Regions from separate parts of the Mus musculus genome. Here region 2 is linked to region 1. The links are chromatin contacts, called in public promoter capture Hi-C maps. All regions are on one chromosome and are shown on one strand. The core of a region is the stretch at or near the end of the contact, and the rest is flanking DNA. Distances in the headings are between cores, read along the strand shown.

Region 1 (4,125 bases), core at 1,050-3,549:
AGGCTGTTGTAGTCTCTGCTTCCTTGCTGCTGTATGTTCATTTGGTCCACCTTAAAAAATTATTGTGTGCAAGTATGTGTGTGTGTGTGTGTGCACACGCTCGTGTGTGTGTGTGTGTGTGTGTGTGTGTGTGTGTGTGTGTGTGTATGCATGCACGAGTTGTACCTGTGCATACAGGTACCCATGGAGGCCAGAAGAAGATGCTGGATTCCCTGGAACTGGAGTTATAGGCAATTGTGAGCTTTTATGTAGGTGCTTTGAATTGAACGTGGGTCCTCTGGAAGAATAGCCAGTGCTCTTAGCTGTTGGGCCATTTCTCCAGCCCTCTTTGGTCTAGTCCTTACATATCTGCAAAACAAGGGCCTTCTAGACTTTGGAGTCATTAGATCTGGGATACAGTTTTTTTTTTTTTGACTATTCATTCATTCATTCATTCATTCACTTAATCACATATTCAACAGAGTGTTACTGTACATCTGATTCTATGTTCCAATCCCTGGGAATTAAATGGAGAGAAAAGGCAGAGTGGCACCTGCTTCTCACAGATTCCCTGTAGGCATGCCCACTGCCTTCCAGAGCCTTGAATTCCTTTGCTCTGATTTCCTTGGGAGCCGATTAAGTCATGAGGTACTGGGAGGCCCCTGGTGCTTGCTAGGTGCTTGCTAGGTGTTTGCTAGGTGCTTGCTAGACTTTGCCCTGTCCTCAGCTTCTTCTGTGAACTATGATCTTCGTCTGGGGCCTTGGGAGGTTTCTGGTCTCTTCCCTTAGACACAGGGGAGATGGAAGTCACTGTCAGCTGCTACTGAGGCTGGTAGAGGGGGTCTTTGTGTCTGTTTTCTTTTGCACAGGTGCACACACACACAGCACGTACATCAATATGGTGTGGTCAGATGTGGCCTGGCTTGACTGCACAGGCTGTTCTATTACCCATGGTCAGCCTTCCCTTCTGTGTGGGCCAGCTATAGCATAGTGAGGAGTTCCAGAATCCCCCAAACACAGCATAGCCTTAGGGTAGAGTGCTCAGTATCTAACCCAAGGTGGCTGAGGCCCAGACATGACATACTTTACCCAGTTTCATGTGGAGCTTTGAAGCGATGAGATGGGGGGGCTCAGAACTCTAGGACAAAAATGACCTAGTACGGCCCAGGTCTTAAACTCAATAAGAGAAAGAGTGAGGAGGTCTCTGAAGGGCAGGTGGAAGGCTATGTTAGAATTCAAATAGCCTGTTTGAAATTATTAATAATTTCATAAAACTTTGGAGTGCCAAGCCTCAGAAAACAGTGGGTGTGCTTTATGTTAAAGCTTGAGACTTCCCAAAAGGACATGGCTTAAAATTAAGTAGGACAATTGCAATTCGGTTTTTTTTTTTTTAAAAGATCAAACACAAACATATTATAACCTTGGGTTTTCACTTAATATCCTGGGGCCATCCAAGTAGTGTATAGGCATCTGGGAAGTGTTACTGTCTTGTGAGAAGGGAAAGTCCTGTTATAGTAATGACTGGGCAAGGGGTGGTGGCCCAGAAACAGAGAAGGGAGCATCAGAGTGGGGAAGCCACCAAGAGCTCCAGGAACGAGAGGGGACCCACAGGTCACAGCTCTCGGGAAGGAGGGAAGAAAAGTCCACAGGTCACAGATTGGGACTTTGTGCTGGAGGAAGTCACATGGTGGGACATGCTCGGCTCCTTCCCAGGGTCCTCCAGCCCCACCCCTGCCCTGGGGCTTTTCTCTAGTCACACTGTCCACCTGATACGCCCTAGAAAACCTCTCAGGTCTCTTGACTGAACCTCTCCCAGGCTATTCTCTTTGCTGGCAGTCTTCTGCCTCTGCTATCATCCATGTCAGATGCACACAGACTCAGAGCATCTTAGGTCTACCCTGCTCATGTACTGAGTATAATTTGCTGCTCCTTAGGTGTGGGTTTCCATTTTTCACTTAAAATGTTTGGTCTGATGTCCATCTGTTCTGCAGGACCAAATGCTAAGGGCAAAGCCTGCCTGTCACCCTGTCCCTAGCACTAGGACAGGCACAGACAGATATAGCAGCAATACAATAACTCCTGAGGAAGGACGAATGGCTGCCAATGGTTCATGCCTTCACCAACTCTGCAGCCAATGACCTGGGCCAAATGAGAACTTTCCAATGGTCCATGAGAGCTTTGACTTTGGACTCCATGTGCATTTCCACGGTCAAGTCCAAAGCATTGGGAAATAAGAGCCTGTGTCGTAAGAAGGTGTCCTGGTGACGTGGGTGCCGCTGCCCAACACACCTCCCACAGCTTGCTGTTGTCAGACAGCATCCCTTACACTTTGCTCACAGACTCTGAGGGCAGGGACAAGTGAAGGACACCAGGGGACAGCTCCTTTCTGCTTTGTAATATTTGAGCAGCTCAGCTGGGATGACTACAGTTCTGGGAATGGGGATCCTCTTCAAGACGCTTCTTTGCTCCCGTGTCTGGGATCCAGGCTGTTGTGGCTCAAGGCTGAGGTTGCAGGATTATCATCTGAAGCAGCACACATGGCCTCAAGTGGTTTCAGGGTAGTGGGGGGTTAGGGTTTCTGAGTGGCAGCTTATGCTTCCAAGTGCTCTATGCTGTAACGTGGAGGTCGGTCGTATGGCAATGGAGCCTCACTTCTGTATTCTGGTGATCTGAGGTTTCCAGCTTAAGGAGAAGGACCACAGACCCCAAATCTCAAGGAAACTCTTGTCAAACTGCTATGGATAATTTATGCATGGTAGATCTCTGGCATCAGGTTGGCATACGATCATTCAAAAAAAAAAAAAACCGGATGAACAAACCTATTTCCCATTCAGTTTTTCACCTCTGTTACGAACATTCCAATTAGCTTTGCAAAAAGGGAAGAGGTTTGGTGTTTCACAGTCCAGGGTTCAAATCCTAATTTTATGACTGTATCCATGGGCTCTTGGGCAAGTCACTTGGACCGACCCACTTGAAACTCACCCATTGATGGCCTGATACTGTAGTGAGTTAGTGAGCTACTGGAGAAGCTTGCAGCCTGGTGAGAGCCCAGTGATGGCTTCCTATTGTGCTCATCTAGGCTCCTCCATGTAGGGAGAGTCGGAATAAATGGCTCTCAAACGGTCTTCCTGGATTTAGGCCAGCCACGACCAAAAGGGATCCAGTTTATGTCCTTGCGTTAGTTGCTAAGTTAAGGACCCGGAGACACAGAGAGAACCCTATTATCAGTCCTGGGGGCATATGTGTCCAGGGGGCAAGGGAGGTGGAGGGAGGCAGCTGGGTGACGAATATGCTTCTGGAGCAGTGTGTGGTGGGCCACAGATCTCCTGATCTGTTCTTAGTTATTTATACAGATTCAGTTAAAATCTGACAGCTTTCTGACTTGAGAAGATCGCAGGAAGAATCAGCACACGAATAAGGCAGAAGCAAGCTCTTAGCTGCCTCCTAATGTGACCTAATGCTTAAGAACTGTACCATTTTCATGTATAATCTCATTTGATCACACCAGTATCTTTTTGAGGTAGGTCCTTGCATTGATTCCACTTTACAGACAGACACAGAACCTCAGATAAACAGAGTGAGTTGACCAGCCCCTCCTGGTGTGATCACCTCAAGAATACTGATGCGGCCCCCAACTGTTTGCACTGAAGCAAAGGGTCCCAAGGGGTTAGTGAGGCACATCCTGTTCCGTGTGGCTCAAATGTCTTGGTGTTGAGTTCTCATTCAGTTCGGACATTAGACTCCCTCCAGGAGAGGGAAGGAAAAAGACTTTGAAGATCCTGTGTAGGGTCTCAAAACCAGATCCTATGGGAGGGCATTGCCTGACATCATAGAGGGAAAGCTGATTATGGGGTCAAGAGCATCTATGCTTGCTGAGCGGCACTGGGAAATGGATCAATGGCTTCCAATGACCTGCAGAGTGATATTAGCCAGTTAGAGCTGTCTGCGACCCATCAGGTCCCTTTAACTCCTTCCACTAGTGGAGCTATTGTACTGATCATGCTTCTTTTAATCATGTTTTCATCTGAAATTTGAAGTTGTGCCACTGGCCCAAGGCCATACTGTAGTGGATGGAGCTGAGATTTGAATCCAGACCTCTGACACTGATTCAGCTCTCATTATCTATGTATGGCGCTTCCAGGGAAA
Region 2 (4,125 bases), core at 1,018-3,517, 390 kb before region 1:
AAATATACTTCTTCTAACTTACAGAGGAACCGAGGCTCCGAGAGGGAAAGCACCTGGCTGGGTGACGTACAGCTAACACACTGGCTTCAAATACCATAGCTATCTTCCACTACTGGGCTACACACACGGTTTACAGTGCAGCTGTTACCAAGAGCTAGCTACCGGGGAACTAATGCCACCACTTAAACACAGGAAATACTACAAACGTAAAATGCCATGCCTGCAACCTGATGTCTGAGTGATGTCTCAGGACTACCGGAACTGTCTGCAGTTCCATCCCCCAACACTGAAAATCACTGAAATGTTCTTCCAGCGGAGGCCAGGGCTGATGGGCACTGGTGATGGTTAAGGGCCAATTCTGTCAGACCTGAAGTTTGTAGTTGAGGATGGCTGTCTTACCACAGAAACCTTCCTTCCTCCTCATCTCCTCACCCATCGACACACATGTACACCATCCCCAGGAAGATCTGTGGGACCTTCTCTCCGTTGTTACTTCCTGACACCACCCCCCCTTCTCTAACACAGACCTGGCTCTTAGGCTAGGTCCCTTCAACCATAGACTCTTTGGGGGTTCTTGTAAGAAACATCTCAAAGCCTGGAGTTGCAAAGACTCCTCATCCTGCCTCACACCGAGGAAAATGACTATCAGAAAGAGCCGAGGTTTCTCAAAACTCCTGACTTACTTCTCCCACCAGAGACTTGTGTGTAAACCCACCACACTCAGGTCTGGGAAGGCTACGACAGGAAACCAGAGGAGCAACTCTGGGCTACCCTGTGGTCACGAGAACATCCAACACAAAGGGCTGGACCTCAAAACCCAAGGCCAGGGAACCTTTCTGAATGCAAGCTCCTTGTTATATGCTGCAAGGGCAAAGGAGCCCTGGCTCTAGCTTTGGATGGCTGCCTAGCACCATGGACCTCCAAAATTCAGATCTGGGGCAAAAAAAAAAAAAAAAAAAAAAACCATCCACGGGACATGGGGAGGGGGAAGCAGTCACGGTTTTAGCTTTCATACCCCATCCTCCCAAAGAAGAGGGAGATGAGTAGGCCCGCTCTGCTCCACAACCAGCCCTACCCCAACATCTGCCTAAGTTCTACATGAGGATTCCAAAGGTTCTTGCGCCAATAAGCCCATCCCGGAGCTCTTAGGAGTTTTCACAGACAGCACACTCTGGAGAAATGGCAGTGGGCAGGAAGATCTTGTCGGTTCCCCAGGTTCTCAGGTTGGATGAGGGGGTCCCTGTCTTGGCTTCCCCTCACAGCCACTGACAGCCGCCCGATGCTAAGGGCCGGAATCCCACTCCACTTGTCCAACCAGTGAGGACTCTTAGGCCTCAGGGCAAAGTGCCTGGAACACTCCCCCCCTACTGGGGGAGGGGGTGTCCTATCAGGTGATCCAAGACCCGGATGCCCCCCTCCACCCGCCCCAGAGTGACCACCAGGGACTGGGCGGAGACGGGGCGCCAGGCGCGAGGCCCGAAAGTTTGCCCAAGTGTTTGGGAGGCGGGCAGGCGCGAGGCAGGCCGGAGTGGGGCGCACTTACTGGACCCCTCGATTTTGTCCGCGCCGCGGCTCCATGTGATCTGGCGCGTCTCCAACTTGACCTGGAAGGTCTTCCGTTCTGGCCGCTGCGACTTCTTGGAGTAGAACAAAGTCATGACGGTGCCCACCTCGAGGCTGCGGCAGAGGTGCAGCACCTCGGCTTCGGAGGGTGCGCCAGGCCCGCAGCCGTTGGCGCAGGGGGTCGCGACGCCCGCCATGCTGCAGCGACCTCGGCGACGCAAGCCGGCGGGCCCGGAGCGGCGGAGGCGGAGGCGGTGGCGGCGGCCGGGGAGGCGAGCGGGACCCGGTGGCAGCTCCTGCGGGCGGACGCGGGGCGGGGACTGAGCGCGGGGGCGGGGCGGGGTGAGGCTCCGCCCTCAGCGCGCCGGGAACAAAGACGCTCCTGGGGACGACCCCCGCCCACCGCCGCGCCTGCGCCCCGCAACCCGGGGCAGGCCGCAGCGGGCGGACCTGGACACCTCGGTTCGGCCGAGCTTTCCCCGCGCAGGCCTGACACAACGCGGGGCACGGCCGCCCGTCACGCACGCAACCCCGCCCACAGGCTGCGGCCCGTCGGTCCGACGCGCGCACGGGCCTCCGGCCCACACGGGACCCGCCGCGGCAGTGTGCACGCCTCCCAGGGAGCGAGGGGGCTGCGCGACCCCCAGCCCTCCCGCCGAACCCGGTTACCTGGCAAGGCTGCCGGGCGGAGGGAGCCGCGCCAGCCTGGCCTCCTCACACCCGCGGTGGCGGCGGGGGCGGGCCCTCCGCGCACCCTCTCCGGGGAGGGGCGCACTCGTGGATTGGCTAACAGGCCGTGAGTGACAGCACGCCTGCCACGCCCCCTCTGCGCAGACGTCTTTTGCAAGGGCTTGAGCAGACAGACGGGTTCTAGGGTGGCCTTGGAGTGTGGCCTCTGGGGAGGGGGCCACGCAGGTGTGGGCAGGGCCCTCAGACTCTCGGACGCGGGTCCGGTGGCCTTCGAGGCCTCTCGCGTGGTCCGCTGCCCTCCTCACGCTCCGCCCGCGCCCTACCTGCACTTAGTCTCCGAAGCTCTGGTTTGTCCTCTGCCTCATTTTCCTCTGGACTCAGTGCTGGGCCAGTTGCAGGGTGGCTTCCCCTCTGCGCAGACACAGGTGACCCCAATCCTGGGTCTCCCCTGACCTCCCGACCCAGGCATCTCGTCATCTGCGCCACAGCCTTGCTTGCCATCCTCATCACATGGCCCCTTTCACCCGCTACACCTTCTCTATATGGCAGTGAACTCCTGAATTTGGAAGACCCCACACCTTGCAAGAACCTTTTTTCTTCTCTCCCTCATCCCTAAGTAATCCACTGAGGCTCTTCCCTCCTGCCTTTGGGGCTCTCTCCACTCTACGCACGATCCTGAGGACCCCTCTTCTCTCTGTGTACACTATCCTCTTGGGTCTTGCCTGCATCTGAGCTTCAGAATTTACCACTAAAGCCTTTGAAATTGCGTACGTGAATTCCCACTGTGCTTCAAATCAGCACAGCTTCGTGGCCCAGCAGTCCTGTCTTGCCTTCCCCTATCTCTCCTGCTTCATCCCTCACCGCGGACTTTGCCTCTATTCTCCAGACATGACACCTGTCTGTGACTGTTAAATAACTTAAAATCAATCTTCCAAAAGCCGTTCTCTGAACAGCACGGGTAAACCCGAGGGCATCCCTTGATCCTGCCGTCTGGCCAATGATGAGCAGACAGTTAGTTGGACAGCTACCCTGCAGCTCTGGACAGCATCTGCATTTCAGAGGTGAGAAGTCCCACACAACATCCCCTTGCAGGAAAGCTCCCCTGGGATTCCTGAGACTAGAATTTGTGATGTATGGGTTTGGACAACCCACCCACCTGGGCCACCTTCGCTTTGCCAGGCAAATAGTGACAGATGCGCTATTTCCCTTGAGGGTGGTCTCAAGAACGTCCGAATTCTGTATACCACTGAGGAACTTTGTCCTGAGGGACTGGGGAGTTGAGATAGACTGACTGCCACCTAGTGACAGGCCTCTGATGTAGGCGGAAACTGGACTTGAGGTTGGCTTGCACAACTCATGATCCTAATTATCTTCTAATCAAGGTTTCAGAGCCCCGTGACTTGAAGTCAGGCTATGTAATAAGTGGGAAGCTGAGTGTCTGTGTTCCACAAGAGAGCCCACTGGGTGAGAGGTAATCCTGGTGGCCATTGGCTAGCTGGCCAATCATTAAGTAAGAGGAGCTGTGTCTTATGTCTGTAGGACTTCAAGAGAGGCCAAATGGTGTAAAGAGATGGACATATGTATTTTGAAGGGAAGGCTGGAGGAAAGTACTTTCCAGGTATGAATAACAGCATGTGCAAAGGCCCTGGGGTTTTTACTCAGTGGAGGGGAATGGCCAGCCAGGATGATTAGACAGAGAGGGCAGATGGAGCTGAACAGGGCCTTTCCCTGCCTGCCTGGTCTGGCCGGTTCTCTCAGGAGACACCCTCTTAAAATGTTGTAATCGTTGTTGAGCTTTCTGTGCCAACTCCAGCAGCCTAGAGGCTACAGTATGCTTTAAAATTCTATTTTCTGGGAGCTTCCTTGTGTTCA

The links. Promoter capture Hi-C pulls out the DNA fragments that hold promoters and counts their contacts.
Region 2: a promoter capture Hi-C map of liver shows a contact between it and region 1, with 2.6 times the contacts expected there. The contact joins the promoter of Plcg1 here to the enhancer-like site in region 1. A contact is called at or near these places in 4 of 39 promoter capture datasets (cranial neural crest, hippocampal neurons, liver and 1 more).

The regions. Positions count from the first base shown.
Region 1 is chr2:160,337,870-160,341,994 of GRCm38.p6, reverse strand. It overlaps Gm46773 and a transcript of Gm826 not described here. Among named protein-coding and RNA genes, the nearest start is that of Gm826, 12 kb to the right of the region's middle. Within about 2 kb of position 2,299, at least 5 of the 459 cell types and tissues checked have an H3K27ac peak or open chromatin away from gene starts, as enhancers often do. A contact at or near this core is called in liver, where this site is marked.
Region 2 is chr2:160,729,452-160,733,576 of GRCm38.p6, reverse strand. It overlaps Plcg1 (phospholipase C, gamma 1), which reads right to left and starts at 2,267. Exons shown (of 34, transcript NM_021280.3): 1 at 2,233-2,267; 2 at 1,544-1,859. The coding sequence starts at 1,760. It overlaps Gm52567 (a long non-coding RNA gene), which reads left to right and starts at 2,830. Exons shown (of 2, transcript XR_003954082.1): 1 at 2,830-3,871.